Linked DNA regions of Gossypium hirsutum: region 2 is linked to region 1. Evidence: chromatin contacts called from public Hi-C data. All regions are on one chromosome and are shown on one strand. The core of a region is the stretch at or near the end of the contact, and the rest is flanking DNA. Distances in the headings are between cores, read along the strand shown. Region 1 has its middle 15 kb from the start of LOC107892269. Region 2 holds the start of LOC107892267 (polyribonucleotide nucleotidyltransferase 2, mitochondrial).

What was found. A called contact is a pair of places that touch in the nucleus more often than the background predicts.
Region 2: a contact with region 1 is called in a Hi-C map of leaf, with 2.0 times the contacts expected there. The contact joins the promoter of LOC107892267 here to the enhancer-like site in region 1. A contact is called at or near these places in 4 of 34 Hi-C or Micro-C datasets (anther and leaf).

Annotation. Positions count from the first base shown.
Region 1 is chrD09:8,785,228-8,789,345 of Gossypium_hirsutum_v2.1, forward strand. It overlaps the pseudogene LOC107892270. Among protein-coding and RNA genes, the nearest start is that of LOC107892269, 15 kb to the right of the region's middle. Within about 2 kb of position 2,189, at least 9 of the 9 cell types and tissues checked have an H3K27ac peak or open chromatin away from gene starts, as enhancers often do. A contact at or near this core is called in leaf, where this site is marked.
Region 2 is chrD09:8,838,586-8,842,573 of Gossypium_hirsutum_v2.1, forward strand. It overlaps LOC107892267 (polyribonucleotide nucleotidyltransferase 2, mitochondrial), which reads left to right and starts at 2,233. Exons shown (of 16, transcript XM_016817298.2): 1 at 2,233-2,768; 2 at 3,527-3,682; 3 at 3,767-3,937. The coding sequence starts at 2,439.

The DNA of each region.
Region 1 (4,118 bases), core at 939-3,438:
AATGAAAAAAGGGAATAGTTGGATTGGCAGCATTGAACATTGGTTCAATCCTTACTAAAGAACACAATTATTAGATATGTGCCACTAATGTTTACATTTTGTGAATATGAACCAGAACATCCATGGCTGAAAGAGGGTGGTGATGCATCTGACAAACCTATTGATAGTGCTGTCCTTAGTAGGTTGAAGCAGTTCAGAGGAATGAACAAGCTCACTCTATGACAAATTTACTCGACCATAAAAGCACAAATTTCTTTTTCTCTGTTTTATGTTCCCACAAGCTGATATTTTTGTCTGTAAATATGGTTTGTGGAAGGTGATATCAGAAAGCCTATCAACGGAAGAAGAGATCAAGTGCTTGCAACAGATGTTCAAAAACATCGGCACTGATGGAAGTGTTACAATAACACTAGGAGAACTCAGGGAAGGATTAGCTCGCTTGGGATCTAAGTTAACTGAAAATGAAATAAAGCAACTTATGGACGCTGTAAGAATTATCCAATTATATAATCCCTTCCCTCCACCATCCAAATTATGTTATTTATATATAATAGTAACCATTTCCATAATAATGAAACAAGCTGCAACTTCCGAATGCCTGAACCCCATTCTGTCAGGATGATGTTGACAATGGTGGAATTCATTGATTACATCGAATTCATAGCTGCTACAATGCATCGACATAGGCTTGAGAGGGAAGAAAAAATAGTCAAGGCTTTTCATTCTTTGACAAGGATTACAGTGGGTTATTATATTGCACTATTGCTTTTTTCGGTTTTGAACATTATATTACTTGATTGATTGACTCTGCCTAGTATTCTTCTTTTCATTCAGGTTTATTACAAGAGATGAACTAAGACAAGCTATGACACGGTACGGAATGGGAGATGAGGCTACAATAGAGGATGCTGATACTGAGAAGGATCTTCGTTTGCTTCTTTTATTTAAAACAAATAGTTTGTTTGTTAGTTTTTTTGCTTGACATGATTGGTTGGATATGATGGGAGGATCAACCACGAGGAGTTTGTAGCCATGATGAAAAGGGGAACTCATGATGGGGATGGCAATTGGCAAAGACAGACGAACAACTAAGGGCTTTCTTTAGTCGGCAATGGCTGCTGCATTTGTTGCAAACTTATTTCCATCTTCAATACTCCTCATCTGTTATGATGCTGAAGCTAAACAATTCATTTCGTTTATTTGGATGGGATTAGATAACAATCATTATTACCAATATTATTATAATTGGATTCACTTTCTGGGTTGATTAACTTACATTTGCCAATTTGGCACCAAATTATAAACTTCTATGCTTGGTTACAAGTTCAGCAAACTGCCATGGAGGCAATGCAAAGGAACATTTGTTTCCCCCCTTCAATTCAATGTTCAATCGACGCCAACATACAAAGGAACACTGCAGTAAAATCGAACTTTGATTTCCTCTCAATTTTCTCATCAACCAACTTCTGGATATGCGGGAATCACAATCGAACAAGGCTAACGCATAAGTTCAGAAATGAATCAATTTTTATAAGACCAAAACACAACATTTGTCCTTCCTCGAAAGGATAATCAAATTCAAAATCAGAGAGAGTAAAGAAATGAATCAATCATCACCGACCATCTCCCCGCTCCTTCTGAATCTGATGCCTCTGCTTCTCGGCTAGCTTCTCCAATGCGGATTCAACCGCATCACGCCCACCGATAAGCAATCGGGTCACAACTTCCGGATCCTTCTCGAAGCGAGCTTCCTCGAACTCCTTCCTCGCGTTCTCTCTCAATATGTCCCTCCACAGAACGCCCCGAGAATCGGGCCACATGAAGAATCGGGTGGCTCGAAGGATGTCGCGTAGAGACTCAGTGCCTCTCGTCGAGTGCTGGTGAGGCGCTGTCGGTTCAGCGACTCTTCCTCATCCTCTAGGGATTTCTCCTTCACTACGTGTCTGTCAAGAAGCTCTTCCACGGTGTCCGGACCATTGTGTAGAAAACGCTGGAGGAAGACAACATCGGTTCCACATACGATAGTTAAATTTGGACATCTTCGTAGGTATGAGATCATCCTTTTTACTTTATTTCTCTCACAAGCTTATTTTCCGTGCTGTTTGACAGCCATAAATGGTGGAGTTCAACACGAAACAATAAGCAAACAGTTGAGAATTGGGTCGGTGTTTTTGTTTCAGGCCCAAAACAATTCTAAGCTTTGATCCATATATATTTAAGGGATAATAACAAATTGAACCCTAGACCCTAGCCCTAAGCCAGTACAAAACTTATATGTGAAACCTCATAAACGCTACAGAATCAAAAGGAAAGTAAAAAGAAATATCTGGGATTGGAAAAGCTGCTACAAAATTCTTTTCATTTTTGCACACCACAAACAAAATAGCAAAATTATTGAATTTTGAAAAGGAAAAAAGAATTAAGCTGACATTGCCTTGGCTCTAAGCTAGAATCCAAAGTACCAAGGATTACATACAATTAGAAGTACTAAGTAACCAGTTCAGCTTAAAGGGAAATTCTTTAAAAAAAAATAGTTAACTTTTGAGGAACTAAGCAAAGAAAAGCAAAGGGAGAATAATAAAAGAAAAAGAAGAAGAAAAAACAAAGAATAAATGGAATAATGAAAAAGGGCGCCACAGTAGAGGATCGGAATGAGTTAGGGTTTTTAAGACATAGAATGTGTAGTAATAGGTTCTCAAACGGCGTTGTGTGCAAGGATTTTATTTGTCACCTTTATTCAAATATGAAAGTTTGAAAGAAAACTCATTGTACGATCAAAAAGGTAAATATATTGTTTTCCTTATAAGGAAGAAAACAACACAAATAGTCAACATCTTGTAATGCAACACCATAACCATTCGTAACTACTTTGTATTATACAATAGCCTCTTTGGTTTAATTACATCCCTAATTTCAACCATGCCATGCATTTAGATATTACCTGAATATTTCAATCAAAATGCATTTTCAAATCATCTACACACCAGCACGCAAACAATCCCAACAAATTTCACTGATGAGCTCCACTCAACCGTTTTAAAGAAAACCTACCAAAATCCTTACTGATAAGTGCAAGCACCTTGCAGTATGAAAAGAAAACACAATATGCATTGATCCATGAACTGACTAATATGCACCACCTTAGCACCAGATAAAATGCGAGACTAACTAAAAAAATCACAAATCTTTCACTCCAAATATGACCACATTTGATACATGCATGGATGGGGTGAGATTTATTAAATTCCATTCACCAAAGCTGACAATTTTCAAGTTTGGGAAATCAGCAGACTTGCGACGACTTTTTGGATGGGATCCTGGCATTTCTAGGTTGAGATGTCTTCAAGGCGTTTGAAGATCTATCTCTCAGCTTTGAAACGCACTTTGGATCATTCAATTTTGAGTTGGAAGCTCAAATTATGACTATTTTAGTGAAGATTGCGCAAGCAGAATTTCTGAACGGGATTATGACGGGAATTACGAGTTTCGGGCTTTTAATTCAAGTTTAAATCATATCGGATTCAGATTTTGGGCTTAATTTTTATTATATATGAGTCAAATATTGTATTTATCAACTTTTATTATTTTATTATTCCAAATTTTTAATAATTATTATGTAGTTTAAGTTATTTAGGAGTTTTATGTCAATAAGAAAGTTTAATTTAAAACTACTTCTTATTTAGATTAATTAGAGTTATAGTATACTTAAGAGTTTTATTTAGATTTATTTAGCTAGCCTATATATAGACCTTTGCATTGTATACAAATTAGACAATTGATAATTATTATATTTCTCTTTTGAGTTAATAAATTCTATTTAAGTTTTTCTTTTCAAGTTTCTTTTAGAAGAGTTTTTAACAATCTTTTAGATTGTGGGGATCATCTTCAAACATTTTCTTGTCAAGGTTTCTATCTTGAAGGGGAAATTAAAACCGCTTGAAGAGAATTATGGATTCTTCTTATTCCCATAGCTTCTTAAGACTTCTACATGCGATGTTCCATCTTTTCCATTAATCTTCTTTAATTTCTTTTTTGTTACTCTAATCTTTGATCTCATTATTCTACTTTATTCATTTTGATTATTTATTTTTAATTGTTCTCTTTATTTTTTTTTATCT
Region 2 (3,988 bases), core at 983-3,482, 53 kb after region 1:
TGCCATATCAAATCTAATCTAATCTTTACAAGATATGATTCTCTCTATCTTCTAAGATTAGTTACTAAAATTAGCCTAAGTTGCCATGTCTTCATCATCGGGCCAACCAGGCTTCAATCTGACAGGCTTGTCCAATAGCTCTTTGAATCGGGTCAGGTCTCGTGGGCTAAATGTTTCCCATCTAATCGATAGACCTCCATGGGGCGCTTCTTGTGGCATGGTCACAGGCTTTGCACTTTGGCCCGTGACACTAGTAAATGGTGAGAGAGCTCTTTTTCTTATTCTTCTTCAATTTTCTCTATCAGATACGTAATCGGAGCCTCCACCTGTCTAAGAAGCACCTCGTTGTGACATCTTCAAATGCAGCTTCAACACTTTCAGGCATTGGGTATTTTCTTTCTTTTCTCAAATCTTTTACTTCTAAAAAAAAATTCATTTTCTATATGAATTAAATTTACCGATTGTTTTTATTTTACTCTCGGAAGGAAAGCATTTTGGGATTTAGTTTTTGAGTTCTCACTTCTCAAAAATGAGCGTTTTGACCAAGTAGAGCTGTAACAGAGCCATGAATCCTTGGGTTCTTCATCTCCAAAAACTGGGTCTCAAGCTTAAGTGTCCTCCCTATTTGAACTTGTTTAAGCGGCCACTGTTGCTCCCTTGCAACAGTGGAATCTATAGAAATTTGGATTCTGCAAACAATCTCATTCCATTGAAGATGGGGTAGGCAAAAAAGAAAATTTTGATAAGTGCAACATTCAAAGACGTGCTACAGATGACGGATAAGATGGGGTTGATTTGCTATGATCAGTTTGAACAGGAGATGCATGTCCACAACTTGTGTATTGAATGGGCACCTGGAACTATGCTGACTTTCTTTTGTCAACTAACTAAGAATGACAATAGTTGATTCTTTTTAGCTAGAAAATGATCAGTAACATATTAAGCTAAATGCCTTTTAGAAGCTACAACTTGCTTTAGGGTGGAATTGGATGGGCTGTACGTTTACATGTGATTAATGTAAAAATAATGGTGGCGATGTGATTAAATACTGTAACGATATTATAGCGTGAGATAAAAAGTAAGCTAAACTCACTGCACCGCACCACACCCCACCGTCCATCCAAATCCACCTTAAACTCCTTTCTCTGTATTGGAATAGTCATAAGAGCTCTTTTGAGTTAGGCTGCATTGTTGGAGAATTTGATTGAAATGTAAATGTTCTGCGTTTGGCAAGCCTAGGAAATATTATTTCTATTTTCAATAAAGAAACATGAGGTTTTCCATTCTTTTAATTGCTGATTCAGAGTTCTTTTGAATGTAAATGGAGTTTTTTTATGATGTAAATTGGTGCTTTCCGAGTATTGATAACCCAATTTGTGGCTAATTTGAAAGATTGAATTGGGTGCATTGATGTTGTGAGTATATAAGTTCAGATACATGATTTTGATTTAAAGCATTTTCTTAATAATGTTTGTTTCATTAAATAGTTTTTGAAAAATTATCGAATAATAAAAAAAACACTTTACTCAAAATCATTCAAATATCGAAAAATATTATTCAGTGTTTGAAATTGAACTTTGAGACATTTTGGATAGGTTGACCATTTTAAAGGAACAAATATATGAAAGAATTAAAACCATTGGATATAGGCAATCGATGGTTACGAATTCAACTTTGATTAGAATAATCAAACATATATTAAAATATGAAAGATTGTGATTTTTAAGGTATATTCCCAGGGAGGATAATTAAGTTATTGATGGGATCATCAAATTCTAATTTTATATGGATGCAAATGAATCCTTTCTCTTTTTTTTTTTCAAAATATTAGAAAGACCTCCTAATATAACTTACTTTATTTATAAAGAATATTTTTATTATTTCTCAATTGAATTCATACTTAATTAATTCATGGCAACACTTTAAATATAAATATAGATAGATAAAAAATATTCCTATTGAAATCTGTAGAAAGCGAACCTCAAATTGTGACATATCAATTAAGATTATGTTTGATAAACTGAAAATTTAAATGTTTAAAAAATAAATACTAAAAAATTAAGTGTTAAATTTAAGTTATAAATTTTACTTAGAATATTAATTAAAATTAATACAAAATATAATTAGATTTTGGATAAATAATAATATTATAAAATAAAAATAAAAATTATTTTTATTAAATTATCTATTTATAATTTTTATATATTTTTAAAAATATAGACTGAATTTTGTACACCTATCCTATGTAAAAAGAATCAAAAACCGCAGAAAGTGTTTGTTTCGCATGAAAATGTCGCGCCCAAAGTAGTAAAATACAGCTCAATGCACCAAATCAAACCCTAAAACCCTTCCATTTTGTTGCCACCAAAGCGTTCTCCCCCCACCCTTAAACCCTAAGCCCCAGAAAATTCGAAACCGAACTCCTTTCTTACTCTACAATGGCAATGTTCTCACTAGCTATCAGGGCTCGAGCCAAAGCTAACCCTCTCCTAACACGGAGAGCCTTACATTTTCGCAACTTTTGCAACGGCCGTTTTGGTTTATCGACGTCGGAGTCCGACCCACCTGACCGGCCAGTGGCGGGGACCAAGTTTCTCGAGTCTTTCAAAGAAGAGTTCGAAATTGGATCTCGGGTAATTTCACTTGAAACGGGTAAAATTGCTCGTTTTGCTAATGGGGCCGTTGTTTTGGGCATGGAAGAGACCAAAGTTTTGTCCACTGTTGCTGCCGCTAAAGGCGACGCTGATCGAGACTTTCTACCGCTTACTGTAAGTAATAATTTTGTCTTCTCTTTTTCTTCCTAATCTAGGGACAATTTGAACATCTTTAATGTTTTAGTTTTCATTTTGGGTTAAATGTAATCTTGGGTCATTGTTATTTAATAATGTTTTGTTCCAGACAAATGTTCTAAGTTTGCTCAGCTATTTAGGTTCTGTTTGGATTGTAATTTTGCTTTTTGATGTTTACTCTTTGATTTTAGTTTTATATGTGACGTTCTTTACTTTCTATTGAAACAAATAGAAAATAGAAAAAGCATGAACCTTACTATGTCCTTGAAGAGTGTCCTAATTATGGGTGAAAGAGCAAGTTATTGATTTTTTAAAGGGATATGAAATCTGGGTTTGCAGAATTGTGCTTGGTTATTTGTTTATTACTGTTTGGTTTTTGCTTCATCAGAAGTTGTTCTATAAAGAGTAGAAAGTAAATTTATGATGAAAACATGACCTAAAATCAAACCCCAATTTTAACATAGTTATTCATATAAAAGTAAAACCATGTATTTCCTTGTGTAGAAAATACAATTATTCTTTTTTAGTTCTTATGAACTTATATTTTCTGATTTTGCATCTAAATCAAGATTTTTTTGCATTTTGATCTTGTAAGCAAGAACGCCCAACAAAATTAATAAGGGGGTCTATTAACTATTGAATAGTAATTGCTCATTTGGTTATTCATGGATTAGACATTTCTCGAATGTTAGGGGCTTGCTAGTGTGTGGTCTCATTGGGAATTTTCTTCTTTTAAGGTTGATTATCAAGAGAAGCAATTTGCTCAAGGTCTGATTCCAAACACATTCATGCGGAGGGAGGGTGCTCCAAAAGAACGTGAACTTTTATGTGGTCGTCTCATTGATAGGCCCATACGGCCTCTTTTTCCTGCTGGCTTTTACCATGAGATCCAGGTCTTGTCACTTTTCAGATTCAAACATGTGCATGTATAAATATATTTCAGTTTTCAATTTGATTGACATTGCCGTATTCAATAGGTAATGGCAAGTGTTCTTTCTTCTGATGGCAAACAAGATCCAGATGTGTTGGCAGCTAATGCGACTTCTGCTGCTCTTATGTTATCAGATATTCCATGGGGTGGACCCATTGGAGTGGTACGGATGGGGAGAATTTGCGGGCAGTTTATTGTTAATCCAACAATGGATGAGGTATAAACATAAGCTTTTGTTTAGTTATGGATGCTGATTTAGGTGCCTCTT